2 separate regions of the Canis lupus genome follow, and region 1 is linked to region 2. Evidence: chromatin contacts called from public Hi-C data. All regions are on one chromosome and are shown on one strand. The core of a region is the stretch at or near the end of the contact, and the rest is flanking DNA. Distances in the headings are between cores, read along the strand shown. Region 1 overlaps THADA (THADA armadillo repeat containing). Region 2 holds the start of ZFP36L2 (mRNA decay activator protein ZFP36L2).

Region 1 (2,700 bases), core at 104-2,603, 65 kb before region 2:
ATTAAGAGCAGAGGTATGTCTGTAACCACAGCTGGCAGATGGTGGATAGTGTCTTCCATGGGACCCAGTCATATTAGAGCTTGAGCCCCCACTTAGCCTTTTGAGGCAAACTTCTTTTTGTAACAATTTGATGTGTAATGTGAATAGTCCATATTTTTAAATCCTGGATTATTGCAAGTTTATAAGATTTTGCAATTTCAAGTAAGTGTTTTTATTACCATAATCTTTCACATTTCTATTACATATATGATAGTTTTTTCTAGAAGTCAGTAGTGTTCACCAAGTTATGAGATACTTAAATTTCAGCAAGACCTTTGATGAAGTCTATCCTGATGTTCTTGCAGATGAAATTCTAGGCACAGAATGATCAAGGTAGGAGGATTTATAACTGATCATGAGTCGGTAAGAGTTTGGAGTGGGCAGGTCAGGGGAACGGTGGGGGTGGGCAGGGAGCTGCCTCTGACACTCACTGATGTCCTCTGTCCTCCAACTGGCCCAGTTCACAGTTTCAGTAATTATTTGATTGCAGGCATTTATGACATGCTTGTCACACTGAGGTTTACACAACTTCTGTTGGATGATGGATGTGTTCTGTGGAGCATATCTGGGTTTGGGGACATACCCAAGACCCCTCCCCCAGTCAGTTGCCAGTGTCACCTGTTTTACTCTCTCACTACTTTCTCAAATCCATCTTCTCCCTATCCCTTCCTTACTTCAGAGCCTCATCATTTCTCCCCTAGACTACTGCCTGACTTTGTTGCTTGTAGTAATCCATCAGTGGCATTCCCTAGCCTCCAGAAGAATGCCCAGGCTCCTTCACATGGCCTAGGAGGTTCTGAATGTCCTGGCCACCATACTTCTCTGGACTCGTCTCCTACTATTCCCCACCTCGAACTCCATGCTGTAATGATATCAGACTGCCTGTAGTTCCCCACACCGTCCATTCTGGTTCATTCCTATGGTCCTTTGCTCTGCCTTTGGTGGCTCCAACACATTCTCCCTTCCCTTCCCCTTGAAGACTCAGATTATCATTTACACCACAGTATTGGAATTACCTGGTCATTCCTTTCTCACTCTCAAACTAGACTATAAACTCCTCAAGCAGTGTTCTTATTTTACTTAGTGCCCTTCACGCAGTAAGTAGGCAATAAGTGTTTTTTGATCAGAAGTAAAAATACAAAAAGATCTTGGCAACCTAAAAGGGAGACCATAAAACTTAAGAGATAAACTATACCAGTGGTTCTACTTGGGCTTAAAACAAACAAACAAAAAAAAACAGGTCCCAATCTAAGTACTGAGTGCAAGGTGGGAGAAAGATGACTCACCACCTTCAGTAGACCATGTAAAAAAAGAAAGGCTGTGGTTTTAGTTAACTTTAAGGTCCGTGAGTCAACAGTGTGATGCAACTACTATAACCTAGTGTCAGAACAGGGAAAGTCATCGTCCTGTGGTCATACCACATGGGAGAGTCATGTCCATTCTATGGCGTCAGACTTTGAGAGAGGTAGAGCACGTCCAAAGGAGGGCAGCTAGAAGAGTGAGAGAAGACGAACCCCACCATATGGGGAGTAGTTGAAGGAAGTAGGGGTGTCTCCTCTGGGGAAGACAGGGGCTCTGATGCCTGAAGGGCTCATGGAGAACCTCAAAATGCCAAATTAGGCCAGTGAGTAGAAAGTCTCAAAAGAACTCAGTGACACTTGGATCTACTAACAGTGCAATAGTCTGTCTTATGAGCTCTGAGTCACTGTAGGAGTGGATCAGGAGCCTCCGAGGAAAGGTGCTGCAGAGGAATCTGAGCCCCTAAAGGAAGTTTGGACTAGATGTGCTTTTATCCTGCTCAACTCTGAGGCTTAATAATTCAGGAGGTCCCTGAGTCCATAATACTGAATATTGGGAAGGGGTGCCAGGAGCACATTCTCTGATCCAGGAGCCTTTTGTCCCTCTGGGGGAGACATTATGAATTACCCAAACAGAAATTGCTTCTGGGCAAAGGTAATAAGTGACTAGCCCACTTAGGTTCAGACTTGTGGCTCATGTCTTCAGACTTCTGAACATAGATGGGCTAGTCACTTATTACATCATTCCTGTGAAATCTATCCAAGAATGGCGCCTGGTAGTCCACCCCGTGTACTCAGAGCCTTGCATTCTCCATTATCCTTTTGTGGAACTTTGAATAAAGTGATTACCTCTTTTCCTTTACTTTTTTGTTTTCTTTTTTAGCTGTGGAGTGTCTTGGCTTCTGGGAGGATGTCAGAAGGATCATCTCAGGATCAGAGCTGATAACGGGATTCACCTATACCTTCACGGTGCCAGGCCTGCCCCAGTACCTCCAGAGTCTCACCAAACTAGCCATCACCACAGCGGCAGTGGCGGCCCAGGCTGGAGAGCAGGCAGGGAACATTCCCATATCCTTCTCTCAGCTGTTGGAGTCTTCCTTCCCTGAAGTGCGCCTGCTGACATTAGAAGCCCTGCTGGAAAGGTTCTCAACAGCAGCCTTGGGATTAGGAGAGAAGGGGCTGCCACCTTTGCAGCGGAATATGGGGGAGACATTCTTGATGTTGGCTGTGAAGGAAAATCACCCGGAATGCTTCTGCAAGGTAAAGTCTCTGGCGTACTGACCGTCCCCTTCACCATAACAAGATCACCTAGACAGGATTGGGTTGGGCTTCTCCAGGAGCAATAGGAAGAAGGTACAACATC
Region 2 (2,700 bases), core at 158-2,657:
CAACTTTGGAAGGGGCGTGGGTTGCTTCCTTCCCTAGAGGGACCGGGGCCTTCCAGCAGGCCCGAGCGCAGCCTAGGCCGCCAGGTGTGCGAGATCCTGGGCCCGCTCCGCTTTTCCTTGGCAGCCTGGGTTTCCACGCAGAGTGAGGTGTCCTGGACCTGCCCCCAGATCTGCCCGAACCGGGGCGTCAGCCGCTTTAGCCTAACTGGGCGCTGGGGGGGGGGGGGTCCGCCCCATCCCCGGGGGGAGCCCCGTGGCCAAGGCATTTCCCAGGCTTTTTAGGGTGTGGAACCGGCGGGCGAACCCGCGTGAGCGTCCTCGGTGCCCAGCCCCGCCCGCCCCAGCCCCCGGCCGCGGCCCACCGCGAGCTAACGCAGGGCGCGGCGCCCCCAGCGGCCGGGGAGGGAAGGGGCGTAGAGGGCGCGCCCCAGCCAGCCGCTAGCTGCGCCCCGACTCCTGGAGGGCTGCGGAAGGCCGGGCCGAGGGGCGGCAGGACGCGGTGGCGGGAAGTCGCCTCCAGGCCTGCGCTGCCCTCCCGCCGGCCCTCCCGGCCTCCCAGCCGGCTCCCCCGCCCGGGACGCTCCGCGCCACTCCGCGCCTTTGGCCCAGGCTCAAGGTCTTGTGATGTGATTAGCAAAGCCAGCGCCTTGTCCTCAGACACTCGGCCCGGCCCGGCAGGCCTCGGCGCTGAAGCCCTGTTTACTGCAGCCTGGGCGGGGAGGGGGCGGAGAATCGGGCCCAGGCTCCTCCGGGCGAGACTGCCGCGGCGGCCGCCCGCGTGGCCGCTCCCGCCCCCGCCCCCACCCCCACCCCCACCGCGCCTCCACGTGCACTCGGGATGGAGCCGCCACCCACCGGACGCACGCCCTGGGCCCCCGCCCCCCGACCGGAGCACCCTTTGCAAGCCAGCCGGGCCGCGCGGACGGTTGCAATATTCTTGCATTTTGCAATTCCCGCGCCCGGTATAAAAACCCAGAGTGGGAGATAAAAGCTCCGCAATTTTGCCTAGCAGGATCGGGCGGGGACAGACACGTCCAGGGCTGCAGAACCGCGGCCACGTTAAACGTGCAGGGGATTTCCAACAGCGCGGCCCCGGCGGAGGGGGCCCTTATCTTCCCGCCGCCACCCAGCAGCACCCATCAGGGACGAGCTCTCCACGCCGCCGCGGGCGCCCCGGCAGCCCGCCCCGCCCCGAGGCCTCCCGCCCCCTCCCCCCCAGGAAAAAAAAATTGGCGGCGGCCAATGGGAGGCCACGGAGGCGCTTGACGTCCGCGAGCCGGCGGGCGGCGTTGCCTGGAGACCCCGGCGGGGTCAGCGTTCTGTCCCCTCCCCCGGCACGCCCGCCCCGCCGCTGCCGCGCTCCCGGGCTCTATATAGGGCGCGCGCTCGCGGGCCGCGGAGTTCCAGCAGTCCGCGAGCTGTCGTCGGCTCCGCGCGGGGGGGGGGCGGGCCGGGCACCCCGGGGCGCGGAGGAGCGCTCCCTGCTTCTCTCTCCTTTCCCCCCACCCCGCACTCCCGGGCAGCCCCGAGAACGGTCCGCGCCGCTCCCCCGTCCCTGCCGTCGCGTCCCCCGGCAAACTTTCGGTCCCTCCCCCGCCCCTCACCCGTTATTCGTCGTGGCTCGAGCCCGGCCGCGCCGCCCCGAGGGCTCCTCCGGACCTCCCCGCCCGCAGCTCCGACCATTACGGGATCCAGAAACATGTCGACCACACTTCTGTCCGCCTTCTACGATATCGACTTCTTGTGCAAGGTACGCGAGGGCGCACGGAGGCGGGAGGAGGGCGGGCGGGCGTTCGGACGGTGCCTCTGCGCTCGGCTTCGGGGCAGCCCTCCCCGCCTTGACTTTGGGGCCGGGAGGAGTTGCCGGAGGCCGCTGCAGCGTGTGCTCGTGCCGTGTGGGCGGGGGAGGACGCGGAGGAAGGGCAGAGCGAGCCGCCGCCGCCGCCGCCGCCGCCGCTGGCCTCCTCCGGCGCCGACCGCGGCCACGCTGCCCGGGGCTTCCCGGACGGGCTCTGCGCCGCCCAGGCCGGCGGCCCGCGGGCTGAGGATCCCAGGTCGAAACCGAGCGTGGCTCGGGGTGGGAGTCGGCCCCTCCCCGCGCGAACTTGGCTTTTTTTTTTTTTTTTTTTTTTTTTTGTCTTACCTTTGCGCGTGTACGGGTGGAGGGTGGGGGCCGAGTCGAAAGCCCTGCAGAAAGGAAGAAGACTCCGGAGTCCTGAAGTTCCTCCGCGGCTCGCCCCGACTCTCCCCTCCCTGTCCATATTTCATCCCGTCCTCGCCCCCCTCCTTTTGGCAGACGGAGAAATCCCTGGCCAACCTCAACCTGAACATGCTGGACAAGAAGGCGGTGGGGACGCCCGTGGCCGCCGCCCCGAGCTCGGGCTTCACGCCGGGCTTTCTCCGACGGCACTCGGCCAGCAACCTGCACGCGCTCGCCCACCCCGCGCCCAGCGCCGGCAGCTGCTCGCCCAAGTTCCCGGGCGCGGCTAACGGCGGCAGCTGCGGCGGCGGGGCGGCGGGCGGCCCGGCCTCCTACGGCACCCTCAAGGAGCCGTCGGGGGGCGGCGGCACCGCCCTGCTCAACAAGGAGAACAAGTTTCGGGACCGCTCGTTCAGCGAGAACGGCGAGCGCAGCCAGCACCTCTTGCACCTGCAGCAGCAGCAGCAGCAGAAGGGGGGCGGCGGCGGCGGCGGCGGCGG

What was found. Hi-C and Micro-C count contacts between places; a contact is called where the count stands out from the background.
Region 1: a Hi-C map of blood shows a contact between it and region 2, with 1.7 times the contacts expected there. The contact joins the enhancer-like site here to the promoter of ZFP36L2 in region 2. A contact is called at or near these places in 2 of 9 Hi-C or Micro-C datasets (both in blood).

What each region holds. Positions count from the first base shown.
Region 1 is chr10:46,873,919-46,876,618 of UU_Cfam_GSD_1.0, reverse strand. THADA (THADA armadillo repeat containing) reads left to right here. Exons shown (of 38, transcript NM_001109959.1): 32 at 2,221-2,597. Among named protein-coding and RNA genes, the nearest start is that of ZFP36L2, 65 kb to the right of the region's middle. Within about 2 kb of position 1,353, at least 3 of the 20 cell types and tissues checked have an H3K27ac peak or open chromatin away from gene starts, as enhancers often do. A contact at or near this core is called in blood, where this site is marked.
Region 2 is chr10:46,808,874-46,811,573 of UU_Cfam_GSD_1.0, reverse strand. ZFP36L2 (mRNA decay activator protein ZFP36L2) reads left to right here and starts at 1,407. Exons shown (of 2, transcript XM_038551155.1): 1 at 1,407-1,750; 2 at 2,297-2,700. The coding sequence starts at 1,700. It overlaps LOC106559410 (a long non-coding RNA gene), which reads right to left and starts at 1,876. Exons shown (of 5, transcript XR_005365810.1): 1 at 1,605-1,876.